Linked DNA regions of Mus musculus: regions 1, 3, 4 and 5 are each linked to region 2. The links are chromatin contacts, called in public Hi-C, HiChIP or PLAC-seq and Micro-C maps. All regions are on one chromosome and are shown on one strand. Each heading gives the region's core, a stretch centred on a gene start, on an enhancer-like site or on the middle of the called end of the contact. The rest is flanking DNA. Distances are from core to core; before and after follow the strand shown. Region 1 has its middle 35 kb from the start of Gm31190. Region 2 holds the start of Tbx3os1 (T-box 3, opposite strand 1). Region 3 has its middle 10 kb from the start of Gm31190. Region 4 has its middle 32 kb from the start of Gm7538. Region 5 has its middle 29 kb from the start of Gm7538.

Region 1 (2,700 bases), core at 77-2,576, 410 kb before region 2:
TTCAAAGCCCAGCCTGAGCTACTTAGTAAGCCCCTTCTCAAAAGTAAGCTCAAACAAAAATAGTCCCCAAAGACCCACTTTAAATATGTGATGTTTTGGGGGGGAATAATAAAAATTCTGAGTGCTTACTATTTAGAAAATTGAATTAAAAATGTACATTTTTCATTTTGGGGGGAAATATATATACATGAAAGAAGGTCTCCCCATGTAGACCAGGCTGGACTGGAACTCACAGAAATCCACCTGCCTCTGTCTCCTGAGTACTGAATGCCACAAGGCTTGGCTTAAGCAAAATGAGGTGTCATTTTTAAGCACAGTTATTAGGTGTTGAAAACCAGCAAAAGAGTGGTGCCACTCATGATTTGTAAATGGGATAGAAGTTTAAGCAGCGAGTTAAATTTATTTTAAATTTTAAAATACTTTAAATTCCCAAAGAAATGTGGATTGCAAATAATGAGCGTAGGGTCTGTTTTGTAAATTGGCTTTTCTGTGTTGGGGTATGCTAACTGGGAATCAGTTGTCTCCAGAGGTTTTTAGAAGCAAAAGAAGATTCATTGTGCTCTCTGCCCTTGACCTCATGATGTAGCTGAGGATAGCCTTGAACTTCCGATCTTCCTGTCTCCCAAGTGCTGAGATTATAGCCTGTGCCACTACACTTGGTGTAAGCCATAACAGAACCCAGAGCCCTTGGAAATGCCAGCTGAGCTCTCAACCAATCAACCAACAAACCAACCAACCAACCACATCCTCCATCCTTGCTGCACATTTTCTTAGCCAAAATGTCTTCAAAGCCTCTCGGTAGAAGATAGAGTTCCAGCCATTTAGCCTGGAAATGTAAGCCAGCCAAACCGGGGCTCCGGCCGGCGATGCGTGCTGGTTTAATTTCTTTGTGGTTTCAGCAGTCTCTTCGTTCATCCAGCTCCGATTTTTCCTGGGCAGGAATCCCAAAGTAACAGACCCAGAGGAAGAGTCCAGCCTCTCCATCCGCAATAATCCAATCATGTCTCAGCTGGGAGGCCCGCACCCTGCAAGGGAAGGCAGTGGAGAGAGCACGAGCCAAGCACTCGTTTTCTCTTATTCTTGCGAGCTAAGTTGAAAAGATTTGTTGTTTAAAATCCACACGAAGAGAAGGGGGCAAAAATCTGCTTCTTTCCCGGTTCTTTTGTTTTGTTCTGTGTTTTTTGGATCAGAAACACAGGGCTTCCCAATCAACTTAACTGAGTGAGTCCCAGAAGCGGATGCATCTCAAATGTAAAACACACCTCCGTCTTGGGCCGGCTGCCACTGATGACTGAGCAGACAGAAAGAGGAGGAGACTTCTTGGGAGATGTGGTCCCAGACTGTGGAGGGGAAGAGGGGAGAAAGGATGAAGGATCCTCTGTCCTGGAGCAGCAGAGGGCTGCCATGCCAACTAACTGGCTTGTCGGGGTCTCCCACGTGGAAAGCAGGCCCAAGTGCTGCTGGATTTGAACCTGGCACATGTTGAGGGACTGGTTCAAACCTGAATGCATGCCACACACACGCAGAAGAACATGTTCGCTCAGAGACAAAACAAAGCATACCAGTTAACACCAGCGATGCTCACACTGGCAGACATTCTGGAGAATGACTCTTCCCGCCCCCCCCACCTCCCCCCCCCAGTCCCCAAGGGCAAACGGTACACGGCAGTTGGAATGATGTGACATACAAATTAATACATACAGGCTTTTAAAGGCCTGGGAGGAGACATGGGCCATTTCACAGCCTCGCTCTCAGACGTGTGTTTTCAAAGGCTGCTGGGGACTCTTTACTTTCCTTCCACGGTTGGACCAAAATGAGGATGTTGAGCCGTGTAACCAAAGACATCTCTTGGTGAAAGATCCGACTTCAAGTGACTCTAATTCCCATTTTCATCAATGTTGTGCTGGCTGGACATGAAAACAGCCATTTAAATGGGTTTCTTCTGTCTTCTTGGTAATAGATTTGAGTTTACATGCTCAACATCTGGTTTGTTGAACCAAAATGTGCAAGTGGTTTTGGGTCTCCCAGCCAGTCGACAGACTCCAGCTGAGACATGGCCCCCTTCCTTCTCACTGACCTGGACTTTGACCCAAGTTTTCTTCTTTCTTTTCCCCTGCTCGTAAAAAGGTGTTTGGGGTCTGTCTGGGAGGTCCTTACCTGGTTAGCAGTACCAGTCAAGGCAGCCTAAGTGCAGAGCTTCAGTCATCCTAAGACAGGAGTTTGGATCCGGAGAGATGCTGGAGTGTTGAAGAGCACTTGCTGCTCTTGCAAAGGAACTCAGTTCTGTTCCTAGCACCCATTCAGATCATCTGTGGCTGGAGCTCCACGGGATCCGACGCCCTCTTCTGGCCTCTCTGGGCACTGCACTCATGTGCACAACCCTCCACCTCCCACATACCCACATAATTTAAAACAAGGAAAAGATAAGTTCTTCCAACTGAGTGTGGGGTCTACAGCCTCACGGGATCTCAGTAGCCAGAGACCAAACCAGAATGAATGAAGCATGCCATGCAGGGCTGCAGCAGATTTATGAATGTCCCTTCTGAGGTCAAGTTTATGACCAACAAGTCTTGATGTGAGATCAGCCGGTTCTGTACAGAGAATTCATTTGCTTATAGTTACATAAAATATTGATCATAAAATATGCATAACTAATTAAAGAATATTTTAAAGCTGTGGTTCTCATTGACACTGTTTGGT
Region 2 (2,700 bases), core at 111-2,610:
TTATTTTTCCGCGTGGGGGCTCGGTCTCAGTATGTCGGCGCGCGTTCGGGCCCAGAATCCCAAGGGGCATTTGGGTCTCTGCACGTGGCTGCGGGTGGGGAGCAGGCAGCGGGCAGAAAGATTGGTGGGATCCCCTGCGCTAGTGGCTCGGGAATCCGAAGCACCCGGGCGCAGGAGCTAGAGGATCTGACTCAGAGGTGGCTGGGCGGTTCCATGTGGGGCTCCCTTCAGAGCTACGCGAGCCTGGAGCTTTTGTTAAGGCTTATTGGCCGAAAGAGAGGTTCGGCGGCCAGCTCGGCTAGCCCGGGGCCCGGGAAAGGGAAGAAGCTGCAGATCCGCACAAGAGAAGCGGCCGCGGGCTTGAACTGTAGCGCTCGGAGCGCGCGAGAGGCGAGCGCCCCTGCCCGGCGCCTCGGAAGCCGGGCAAGCTGCCTGGCTCCCGCCCTCGCTCCCTCCCCCTTCCTCCCTGGCCCAGCCTCCTCCCCGGATCCCCCGGCTTGGATGGCTGAGGCCTTTCAGACGTAGGCTGAGCTGAGGAGCCGCGGCGAGCTCTCAGGCTGCTGCGAACTCTCTTCTGGATCAGCCACCTAGAGGCGACTTTGGTGAGCGCGCGGCGCCCTGGTGGCTCCCCGCCCTCCCCTCTGATCATGTTGACATAAACGCAGGACAGGCCGTAGTACCGCGCGGCGCAGCGACGTTCCAGTTTCCGACACCTTCTTTTTATAACTCGGCTCTATTCCCCCAGCACTCGACCTGTGAAAACCACGCCTATGCAGCCACACAATTGGTCCGAAAGCGTCAAAGAGCCAATCAACAAGCCTCGGGCTCCCGCAGCCCACAGCGCTGCCGGACCGTCCAGAGCCGCCGAGCAGACGCCCGGGGAATTCTAGAGGCGGAGGAGGGTGGCGAGGTGCTCGCTCGCTCTCTTTCTCTCTTTCTCTCCCTCCCTCTACTTGCCTACTCCAGCTCCCAATCACTCCGTTCTCTTCCTTCTTTCCTATTTTTTTTTTTTTGCACCCGTCTTCTTGATCCTCCCTCGCCCTGCGTGCCCGGACGCTGATTTTTTTTTAATTTATTATTTTTAGGAAAGCGATTTCGCTCACGTTTTTTTAGCACAAGGAAGACAGCCGGCTCCCCGAGGCAGAAGATCGCAGGCACCATTCGCTCGCCACCCAGACTCTGCGCGCAGCCCGGAGCCAGAGAGGAGGATCGCGAACCGAAGCCAGCTTCGCAGTTCTAGTTTTGAAAGCGCCGCTGGAAAGGGGCTTAAATCGCTTTTTTTTTTTTTTTTTTTTTAAAGGAGAGACTTTTCCTCCCCCCCTTGATCTCGCTGCCTGTGAAAGCCAGAGTCTAGCTCAACTAAGACGCCTCCTGCGAGAAAGCCAGAGAAGAGCTAGGGGGCGGGGGAAGGAGTCGAAAAAAAGGTTAAAAAAAAAAGTCTCCGAGAACCTTGCGCTTTGGCAACAAAGAGCGTGGGAGCCGGGGAGCCACCCCGGGAAAGGGCTGCAGTGTCTATTTCCAGCTAAGCCACAGGGCTTGGGCGCCAGTCGAGCCCCTGCTTGCTGCTTGCCCTACTGAAACCGACTTCCAGGAGCGGCTTTTCCAACACACTCCACGCACCAGGACAGCCCCTGCAGCGGCTATGTCTCCAGATCTGCTGCCGCTTTGTCCTCTTTAAAAGCGGCGTTCTCTTCCCCCCAAAGACACTTTCCCCCTCCCTTTCAAACGCTTTATTTGTAATTTGCCCTCTTTTTTATTTTAAACAAAACTATGCGTCGCTGTTGAATTTTTTAATTATTATTTTTGAAAAGCAACAACAAAAGCGGAGCCAAGCCAGCAGCTGCGGACTGGTTCCCTGTCTGGAGTGGATGAGCCTCTCCATGAGAGATCCGGTTATCCCTGGGACAAGCATGGCCTATCATCCCTTCCTACCTCACCGGGCGCCGGACTTCGCCATGAGCGCGGTACTGGGCCACCAGCCGCCTTTCTTCCCCGCGCTAACGCTGCCTCCCAACGGCGCCGCGGCGCTCTCGCTCCCCGGAGCTCTGGCCAAGCCCATCATGGATCAGTTAGTGGGGGCTGCTGAGACCGGCATCCCTTTCTCATCCCTGGGACCCCAGGCACATCTGAGGCCTCTGAAGACCATGGAACCCGAAGAAGACGTAGAAGATGACCCTAAGGTGCACCTGGAGGCCAAGGAACTTTGGGACCAGTTTCACAAGCGGGGTACAGAGATGGTCATCACGAAGTCAGGAAGGTAAGTAAGTAATCAGTGGGGGACCCCTCCCCCCAAACCATCTGAAAAATTTCACATCTCTTTTGTCTGACTCTTAAAACAGTAGATTCTGGCTGACTGTTGACGTTTGAAACGAAAACTTCCTGTCCCCCCAAATATGCGGAGACTCCAGGGCCCTGCCTTAAGGGTCAGGAAGTTTCAGCCTACCCGGGCCCTCAGTATGGTTCCTAGGGACTCGTATCCGGGGTTCCTTACAAAATACAGGGTGTTTTCCATTGAAGGAGACCGCGCACTCGGCTTCTGCAGCATTCGAGAAAATCACCTTGTTGCAGGAAGCCCGTTTGTGAAGCCATTCTGAAATATTCTTTACGTTTAGTTCTTTCTGTTGGATTTTATTTCCCAGGACAGACCTTAAAGCCCCTCTTAGACAGCAGTGGGAGACCCGGGAGGATTCCGCAGGCCCT
Region 3 (2,700 bases), core at 77-2,576, 360 kb before region 2:
TCCTCCCCCATCCCTCCCATCCTTCTTTCCTGTTCTCCATCTTCTCTGCAGTAATAGTTCTATCCTTAAACATTAGCATCATTGATGCCCATAGTGTTTGCATCAGGATCAGCATCCTTCCCGTTTGTCAAAGTTTCCTCCCAGCTTTTCAAAGCAAAGAAAAGAGAAAAAACAATTCCCTCTCTACACATGCTTTTGGGGAAGAGCTTCATTCGCTGTTTTTCACTTTATCTTTGGAATTAAGCTGTGGCCACAGACCCACGCACTTCACAGAGCAGTTGACTGATGGCTACTCTCCGACGAATCTCACATTGCCATGGCAATGTCAACATTCTCTGCACTGAGCCCATCCTCGACACGTATTCCGTGTGCTTTTCTGGCGGCCATGTCCTTGTTGAGGCTTCTCTGGCTGTGATGAAACATTAGGACCAAATAGCAAGTCAGGGAGGAAAGGGTTTATTTGACTTACACTTCCACATTGTAATCCATCATCGAAAGAAGCCAGGTCAGGAACTCAAACCTAGAGTCAGGAGCTGGTGTAGAAGCCATGGAGGGGTGCTGCTTACTGGCTTGTTCCCCCTAATTTCTTATAGAGGCCAGAAGAGCCAGCCCAAGGATGACATGACCCATAATGGGCTGGGTCCTCCCCCATCAATCAATAATCTGGTTTAGAGCCTGATCTTATGGATGGCATTTTCTCCATCAGGGGTTCCTCCTTTTAGTTGACTCTAGTTTATGCCAAGTTGACATAACATTAGCCAGGGCAACCCAAGGGCAGGACGCTGGGCGATTTCTCCAAAGACACAGCACAGACCTCCCTTTCTTGAACAAGAGATCCTTCTTCCAGGAGGTTTAATTAGGTCTTGGCTCAGTGGACCCTAGTGAGTGCCCTCGCAGGAGCTGATCCTTTTCTGATGAAATGGCTTAGTCCGTCCAATCCAAACGGAGGTGTGTTCTTGTTTTATACTTGGTGTGAACGCTCTGTGACCAAGGCATAGCACTTTGGGGGAGGGGAAGGAGGCTAGCCTCAGAATAGGCACCATGTGACTCCTGGAATTCAGAGGCTCCTATTTCCGCTGCCCTTGCTGCGGATCCTGGGTGCTGGGCACTTTGTTAAGGGCTGGCGTGGCCAAGGCAGACGCTCGGCTGTCAACAGCCAACAGAGGGAGAAGCACCTTCCCCTGTTCATGCCCGAGGCTTGGCCAAGACTCCTGTAGCTGTGATGGGCTACTTCCTCCATGAAAATAAGACGGAACAATAGTGCTTTTGTGCAGCTAGGCAGCTGAGTGCAGGCCCAGTCTGGATCTAACTGGCTAGAGCTTGAGATATGGGTGAGGCGCTGCTGGTTAAGCCCCTTGTGCTGAGGCCTGAAGGATGCCAAGAGCATCCTTAGCTCAAGTGATGGGTGACCTTGGAGTTTCTCTGGGCTTCTCATCTGTGCCTTTATCCCTGGGGGATGTGCCTAGTGCCTGCTTCTCCTTCTCCAGTGTGACATCATGTCAGACTCAGGATGTGTCAAAGCCTCTGGTGAGAGGCACGGGCATCACATCACTCCAAAGCTGCCATTTCCAGGAGTGAACTGGAGCTCCTTGGCAGAGCTACCCAGCCAGCTTTCGGGATGTTTTTGTAACACGACGCCATGCTGGCCAGATCTTTGAGTTATGCACTCATACTGAGTGTGCACACCTGTTTCAACTTACACCAAAGTGTGACTAGAACAGGGGCCTGAGGATGTAACTCAGGGATACAATGCTTTCCTACCATCTTCAAGGCCCTGGGTTCAGTCTCTAACACTGAGAAAGGGGAAAGTGGGGGAGAGGGAGGGAGAGAGATAAGGAGGGAAGGAGAACGAAAGTAAGAGAAGGAAGAGGGAAATGGAAAGAGTGAAAGGGAAGAGAGGGAGGAGGAGAGGGGGGAAGGACAGAGGGAGAAAGAGAGAAGGAGGGAGAGAGGGAGGGAGAAAGAGAAGGAAAGGAAGAGGGAAATGGAAAGAATGAAAGGGGAGAAAGGGGGAGGGAGGGAGGAGAAAATATGTACAATCAATCAATATAATAGTAAAATTTAGCAGTCATTCAACCATCACTCTGGTCAAAGAAAACATCGTGGCTGGTGTCCTGTAACCCTCAAGTCACTTTCTGATCACAGTCACCTGAACACACACACACACACACACACACACACACACACACAACCTGCTCCCTTTTAGGACATCTCTCCCGTGGTCTGGTCTGACTGCATTCTTCCCACGGGTCTTAGCAACACTGTTACCTGTGCATCCTTCAATCAACAAGACAAAGCACCTTCACTGTTCTTAGCAACATTGTTACCTGTATGCGGGTCAATCAAGAAGACAGTGTGTCTGTGCTTGATTTCTAAATTCTTTCAGGAGCACCACTTGTGTGTGTGTGTGTGTGTGTGTGTGTGTGTGTGTGTGTGTGTCTGTGTGTCTGTGTGTCTGTGTCTGTGTGTGTCTCTGTATGTGTGTGTGTCTGTGTGTCTGTGTGTCTTTGTGACATTTGAAAGAATCATAACTCTTGCATGTAGCTGGAGTTCCTTTGTTTTCACGGCTGTAGACTATTCCATTACTCCGAGCTTAGACTTAAAAATGTGATAGTTAGCAACCTGGTATCCTCTGAGCCATGGGTGCCAAGAGCATCCTAGGCTATTCAGCCCTGCCTCTGCTTGCACACCACCACTTCC
Region 4 (2,700 bases), core at 147-2,646, 500 kb before region 2:
CTCTCTCTTTCCCATCTTCTCTCCCTTTCTTCCTTCCTTTGTTCCCATCAAGATCTCCTTTCCTCTCCCCTCTCCTTCTCCTGTTTCTTCCCCTCCCTCCCTCCATCTCCCTCTTCCTCTTTCCCTCTCTATTGACCTATTGAAGCTGCTTTAGAAGAAGAAAGACCCACACAGAGAGTTGCTGGTTCTTCCCGACACCACCTCACAGAAAAGCTTGGAAATGGACTTATGCCCAGTTGAACCCTTCAATGAGATGGCTACACTCCTGATCATGTGAGCCAATGAGACAGAACCGCAGCGATGCTACTCCCACAGTCCTGACCAACAGAAGGTGTAAGATAACAGACATTCACAGTTTTAAATCACTCACTTTTGGACAGCTCCTGGTAGGAGCGTGGTATCAGAATCATTTGCATATTCATATAACTGAGGGTTATTAATATCCACTAGACACTTTTATTCCATGCTTATCACAGTTATACACAAAGCCAGAAGATCACCCTCTCTTAAATATGTGGCAATGTACTTTGACTGCCTCCCTGAGACTCAGTTTCTCCACTTTACAATAAATATGACAGCAGTGTCTATCAAGGGGTTGTCTGAGGACCGAATGGAATAAGATACTCCAAGTGCCAAGGATAGAGCCTGAAACACACTGACTGCTCAACAAATTCAGTTTCTATTAGTCAGGGAGAGAAAACGGCTGGCTTATAATGAAGATGTCTGTTGCAGTCGCAATGATCAGATACATGACTTAAAAACAGACGTTTATTTTGACTCGCGCTTCAGGGCATCCAGTCCACTGTCTCAGCAAGGCAAGTGCCTGGTTGCATGTCAGTAGCTGGTGGGGGTGCCAAGAGCTAGGCCAGGAAGCAGGTCTGGACCATAAACCTCTAGACCTATCCCTGTGCCCCTGTGGTGCCAGTTAGGCTCCGCCACCTCCCCCAAACAGCGCCGCTTACTGGGGACTGAGTGTTCAAACCCATGGACCCCCTGGGGGAATCTTCTCATGCAAACCCTGGCAAGGTATCTCAAGGAGACATAGGAGGAAAGTTCGCCATGGTCGGTCCCATGGTAGTTCGGCTGTTAGTTCCTTTGCTTGCTGAATAACAAGCCTGTTCCCAATGGCTGCCAAGCACAGGGAGGAACGCCCTCACCCCCACTCCCCGGCAGCCAGCATTCAGAAAGTCCTCCAGCCCAGCCACGAAGAATCGACTGTGTCCACCCGTGCCTCTCTGGCAGAAAAGAGAATCCCTGATTTTTCTGGACACGTTCTGTCGCTCTCTGGCTGCGTGCCCGGCTTTACTAAGCCGTTCCATTCTCTCATGACTCAGGGATGAGTGTGGGGGACTGAGTCATGGGAAGCTGGGTGGGGTGCGGGTGACCACGTGGTGTGGACCGTAAGTTATACAGGCTTGGGGGGGGGAGGGCTCACGGAAAACAGCGGCGTGCACCAGAGTGCAAAGAGAGCAGAGAAACCAAGCTCAGATGCAATTCCCTTTAGCTGGGGAAACTGGTGTTTTCCTATCACGGGGAGGGAGAGCTGAGTGAGAACTTGGTCTTTGAATTCCCGCCCTGATGCTCTTGTTACCTTTTAGGACAATCTCCCCCTAAAAGACACAGGGGGAGAGAGCGATGATTATGATATTTTCAAGTTTTAGCACCACCCCTAGGACCCGGTAGAAAGGAAATATCAGTGGGATGGGTGAGGACCTTGCTCTGCAGAGAGCAGTGCTTAACCCGTGGAAGGCCCTGGGTTTCACCAGTCAACTCCAAAACAAAATCCAAACAAAAAAACCACAAGGAAAACGAGTCAAGATCCTTCTCAAGCATCGAAAAATTATAAACAGGACAGAACAGAATTGTCAAGGGCAGAGTAGGTAGGGCCTTTTTTCATTTCATGTCTGTTATAGCGCACATTTTCAAAATTAGCACCCAGAAGAGCGTAGATGTTTTGATCCACGCTGCTTGTAATTGGGGTAGAACTCGGACTACAAGATCCATTATTGACCAAACTACAAGATCGCTCATCCGTTATTGACCAATGGAGATTTGATTCTGAAACTACCAGAAGAGGAGTACTCAGTAATGAGGCACAACCACAGGCCAGAATCCCAGTCCACACAGAAATGCAAATGACATCCGATTAATGAACCATCAAGTCCTGATACAATAAGAATCACACAGCCTAATTTTGTTTCAAATAATCTTCGATGAATATGTATGAATATAAGAACTCTAGATATCTGGAAAGTCACACACACACCACCATAATGTCAACAGTCCCAAGAGGTGGCCTAGCTTCGGAAGCAATTAGAACCAAAGTGGATTTGATGTAAAAATAAATCTGTAAAAGTCTATAGCGTTTGGGACGGCAATATGGCTCAGCAGCTAAAGGTGCTTGCCACCAAGTCTGATGTCCTGAGTTCAATCCCTAGGACCCACACGGTGGAAGCAGAGAACCAGAACTGGCTCTTACAAGTTGTTCTCTGATCTCTGCATATGTACAGTGCCATGCACACACACACACACACACACACACACACACACACACACACACACTCGCGTGCGCAAAAACATCCCATAGTATTCTTACAAGCATGTTTATACCTAGTGGATCTTTACTTTTTTATCAGGCAATCTAAATATTAGAGATGAAAATCAAGGCGCCCTGAGTGCTTTGGGTTTCTTGGCAAAATA
Region 5 (2,700 bases), core at 190-2,689, 440 kb before region 2:
GATCCTCGCTTCTGAGACAGGGATATATTCTATGTGTCCCGCCCCGCCCCATACTAGAATACCCACAAACCAGGATGACTCTCACCTTTGGGACATGGGCATCCCATTGTGGAAGGACCTTGACTACTGAAGAGACCTTCTTTAGAACGTCTCTGAATCTGTCTGTCTCCATCTGCCTACCATTTAGTTTGGTTTTAGCAAAGTTTAATTAAGAGTGCAAACTCCCGCATTTGATACTGGAGACCCAGGTGCTACACTCACTGGCCTTGTGGCTTTCGGAACAAGGGACCATAGATCCTTGGAAAGGGACCACAGCCCTCTGAAGCTCAATGTCATTTGTCTATAAAATAGAGGTGACATTATCATCAGGCCTTCAGCCCAGACCTTTTCCTGGTCTATCTAGCCTCCTTCTAGGTGAAATTGAAATTGAGTAGGCCTGGAATCAGTTTTAAACTGGAAGCAAGAGGTTCCCCTAAAAACCATCAATGCCCAAAGATTAAGGAGTGTCTCAACTCACGGCATGGTTTCTGTTCTGCAGAATGCTTCCCTTTCCTCCCTCATCAAATCAGATAGAATCTGTGGGTTTAGCTTTTTAATTCCAGGACTAATTAACCCTCTGGAATATTAGCATTGTTTTAGAGATCTTTTTAATGTCCTTATAATTTAATGAGCAGTGCAGACTCCATTAGCCAAATTACACCAGGCTGTTAAGACCAGCTTAGGGGGACGCTAATGAAAGTTTTTCTTGACATCCCTCTCCCTGATCACTCGTGTTTACGTGACAATTCACGTGTCCACTCTAAATGCTTGTGCCTTACCGTCATTTACCTGAGTCTGTGTCTGGCTTTGTACCCAGGAACCCAGAAATATTGCAGAAATTCAAACGTGATTTTAGTTAATATTTAACAGGAGAACCCCAGTCCAGCTCTGCAAATCCACCCCACTATACACAGCACGAGCACTGTTGGTTGATAGGGATGGGAATTGAAGTATTAATCAGTCGCTTCTGTTTTCCAATAAGAAGATCTTAATTCATCACCTGGAATCCAGGCACGTCTGTACTTAATCATGTATTGATGGGAGCTGGTCCTACTAAGTGGCCTCATTCGTGACTGAGAGAACTTTGGCAGGAACACCAAATACATTTCCTCCCAACACCTCCAGGGAAAGCCCCGAGAGTCTTGAGTAATCACCCACAGTGTAAAAGAAAATATAGATCTTGGGTTCTCTAATTATGTACAAAAGGGCAGCTTGAGATCTTGGGTCAGCTTGGTTTACATCGTCAAACACCCCAAGTCCTGGTCCCAAGTGTGCACACATTACCTTCATCTCTTTCTCCCCCTCTGTCTGGGTGTTTCTGAGATGCTCACCTCCAGAGTTCAAGTCTCTTCAGTGTGTTCCGGAAGTGTGTGAGTTATGGCTAATGTCTGACTCAGCTCCGCTCGGCTTTTCCCTGAAGCAAGGCTCCTTGGCTGACTCCAGGACCCACAGATTCCAGAAGGGGTGCTCTGATGGTTCAACTGGCAAGTATTTCCCACAGGCTCCTGTGTTTAAACACCGCCCCCACCTCCTCCACGCCCCCAGCTTAGTGGTATTCTCTGAGGATATAGTGGGAACCTTTTAGACACAGAGTATTGGGTGGAATTCATCCAGCCATGGGAGCAGGCAGGTCACAGGCCAGCTTTACATCCTGCTGACTGCCCTCATGCAAACTCTCCCACTGTCAGAGCCAAGAAGGGCACTGCTGGACTTGCCATGCCTTCCTGGCTGTCAGGAGCAACCACACCCTGTAAACTGTGGACCACCATTGATCCCTCCCCACTTGGATTGTCCCTGATAGGCATTTGGTCACAGTGACAGAGAAAGAGGGTCCATCTAAAAACCCAAATGCCTTCACAGGGCCCTTGGCATTTCAAGGCCATGATTCTGAAAGCCCAGACGATGCTAACACTGACAGAAACTTGTTCATTTCTTCTGTGGACTTGCTCTGCCCAGGCACCTGAGGAGACAACCCATGTCTCATCTCTGTCTCACCCCATGTGATTCCCAGCCACCTATAAACTCAGCCCTGTGCTCAGAGCACATCCGTGGTTCTATACAGACACCACGGGGTGGTGAGCAGGAGGGTTGCCCATGAAGGTGAAGGAAGTACGCTCTTGTGGGTGTGCCTTTGGGGTCTGTAATGGCTAATCTTGGTTGCCAACTCGTCTTACACGCGTTCTCGCGACCGGCCAGGAAGAACGCAACAAACCGGAATCTTCTGCGGCAAAACTTTATTGCTTACATCTTCAGGAGCAAGAGTGCAAGCCCCAAGCCCAAAACGAAAGCGAAACCCCGTCCCTCTTTAAGGAGAATTATTCTCCGCCTAGGATGTATTACTCCCTGATTGGCTGCAGCCCATCGGCCGAGTTGTCGTCACGGGGAAGGCAGAGCACATGGGGTGGAAAACTACCCTTGGCACATGCGCAGATTATTTGTTTACCACTTAGAACACAGGATGTCAGCGCCATCTTGCAACGGCGAATGTGAGGGCGGCTTCCCACAAACTCGACACACTTGAGAAGAGGAAACCTCACCAAGAAACTGCCTCCATCAGATTGGCCTGAGGTCATGGCTATGGGAGCATGGTTTTAATTGCTGATAGATGAAAAATATGGGCAAGCCAGGGAACAAGACAGTAAATAGCATTTTCTCATGGTC

Evidence for each region. HiChIP or PLAC-seq counts read pairs in DNA pulled down with a chosen protein or histone mark. A called contact is a pair of places that touch in the nucleus more often than the background predicts.
Region 1: a Micro-C map of palatal mesenchyme shows a contact between it and region 2, with 3 times the contacts expected there. The contact joins the enhancer-like site here to the promoter of Tbx3os1 in region 2. A contact is called at or near these places in 9 of 39 promoter capture datasets (the 3T3-L1 cell line, the C10 cell line, embryonic stem cells and 6 more), 1 of 15 datasets of contacts at CTCF or cohesin (the NIH/3T3 cell line), 9 of 484 Hi-C or Micro-C datasets (the C2C12 cell line, embryonic fibroblasts, muscle stem cells and 4 more), 16 of 115 datasets of contacts at active chromatin or transcription factors (the NIH/3T3 cell line, astrocytes, craniofacial prominence and 10 more) and 4 of 9 other capture datasets (adipose tissue, embryonic stem cells, embryonic tail and 1 more).
Region 3: a contact with region 2 is called in an H3K4me3 HiChIP or PLAC-seq map of embryonic stem cells, with 11 times the contacts expected there. The contact joins the enhancer-like site here to the promoter of Tbx3os1 in region 2. A contact is called at or near these places in 17 of 39 promoter capture datasets (the 3T3-L1 cell line, 3T3-L1-derived adipocytes, the HPC-7 cell line and 9 more), 2 of 15 datasets of contacts at CTCF or cohesin (the NIH/3T3 cell line and embryonic stem cells), 34 of 484 Hi-C or Micro-C datasets (the C2C12 cell line, the HPC-7 cell line, cranial neural crest and 15 more), 25 of 115 datasets of contacts at active chromatin or transcription factors (the NIH/3T3 cell line, astrocytes, craniofacial prominence and 11 more) and 6 of 9 other capture datasets (adipose tissue, embryonic stem cells, embryonic tail and 3 more).
Region 4: a contact with region 2 is called in a Hi-C map of muscle stem cells, with 2.5 times the contacts expected there. The contact joins the enhancer-like site here to the promoter of Tbx3os1 in region 2. A contact is called at or near these places in 8 of 39 promoter capture datasets (the 3T3-L1 cell line, 3T3-L1-derived adipocytes, cranial neural crest and 4 more), 1 of 15 datasets of contacts at CTCF or cohesin (the NIH/3T3 cell line), 10 of 484 Hi-C or Micro-C datasets (the MC38 cell line, adipose-derived mesenchymal stem cells, cortical neurons and 4 more), 12 of 115 datasets of contacts at active chromatin or transcription factors (astrocytes, a colorectal cancer cell line, craniofacial prominence and 9 more) and 4 of 9 other capture datasets (adipose tissue, embryonic stem cells, embryonic tail and 1 more).
Region 5: a contact with region 2 is called in a CTCF HiChIP or PLAC-seq map of the NIH/3T3 cell line, with 8 read pairs. The contact joins the enhancer-like site here to the promoter of Tbx3os1 in region 2. A contact is called at or near these places in 10 of 39 promoter capture datasets (the 3T3-L1 cell line, the C10 cell line, HPC-7-derived erythroid cells and 5 more), 1 of 15 datasets of contacts at CTCF or cohesin (the NIH/3T3 cell line), 8 of 484 Hi-C or Micro-C datasets (the MC38 cell line, the N1E-115 cell line, adipose-derived mesenchymal stem cells and 4 more), 20 of 115 datasets of contacts at active chromatin or transcription factors (the NIH/3T3 cell line, astrocytes, cardiomyocytes and 12 more) and 6 of 9 other capture datasets (adipose tissue, embryonic stem cells, embryonic tail and 3 more).

The regions. Positions count from the first base shown.
Region 1 is chr5:119,264,410-119,267,109 of GRCm38.p6, forward strand. No RefSeq gene overlaps it. Among named protein-coding and RNA genes, the nearest start is that of Gm31190, 35 kb to the right of the region's middle. Within about 2 kb of position 1,327, at least 33 of the 459 cell types and tissues checked have an H3K27ac peak or open chromatin away from gene starts, as enhancers often do. A contact at or near this core is called in palatal mesenchyme and uterus, where this site is marked.
Region 2 is chr5:119,670,148-119,672,847 of GRCm38.p6, forward strand. It overlaps Tbx3os1 (T-box 3, opposite strand 1), which reads right to left and starts at 1,361. Exons shown (of 4, transcript NR_166476.1): 1 at 1,104-1,361. Tbx3 (T-box 3) reads left to right here and starts at 1,086. Exons shown (of 8, transcript NM_011535.3): 1 at 1,086-2,257. The coding sequence starts at 1,869.
Region 3 is chr5:119,309,100-119,311,799 of GRCm38.p6, forward strand. No RefSeq gene overlaps it. Among named protein-coding and RNA genes, the nearest start is that of Gm31190, 10 kb to the left of the region's middle. Within about 2 kb of position 1,327, at least 22 of the 459 cell types and tissues checked have an H3K27ac peak or open chromatin away from gene starts, as enhancers often do. A contact at or near this core is called in embryonic stem cells and induced pluripotent stem cells, where this site is marked.
Region 4 is chr5:119,166,650-119,169,349 of GRCm38.p6, forward strand. No RefSeq gene overlaps it. Among named protein-coding and RNA genes, the nearest start is that of Gm7538, 32 kb to the right of the region's middle. Within about 2 kb of position 1,397, at least 92 of the 459 cell types and tissues checked have an H3K27ac peak or open chromatin away from gene starts, as enhancers often do. A contact at or near this core is called in the NIH/3T3 cell line, adipose tissue, adipose-derived mesenchymal stem cells and 6 more, where this site is marked.
Region 5 is chr5:119,227,397-119,230,096 of GRCm38.p6, forward strand. No RefSeq gene overlaps it. Among named protein-coding and RNA genes, the nearest start is that of Gm7538, 29 kb to the left of the region's middle. Within about 2 kb of position 1,440, at least 18 of the 459 cell types and tissues checked have an H3K27ac peak or open chromatin away from gene starts, as enhancers often do. A contact at or near this core is called in the MC38 cell line, the N1E-115 cell line, the NIH/3T3 cell line and 1 more, where this site is marked.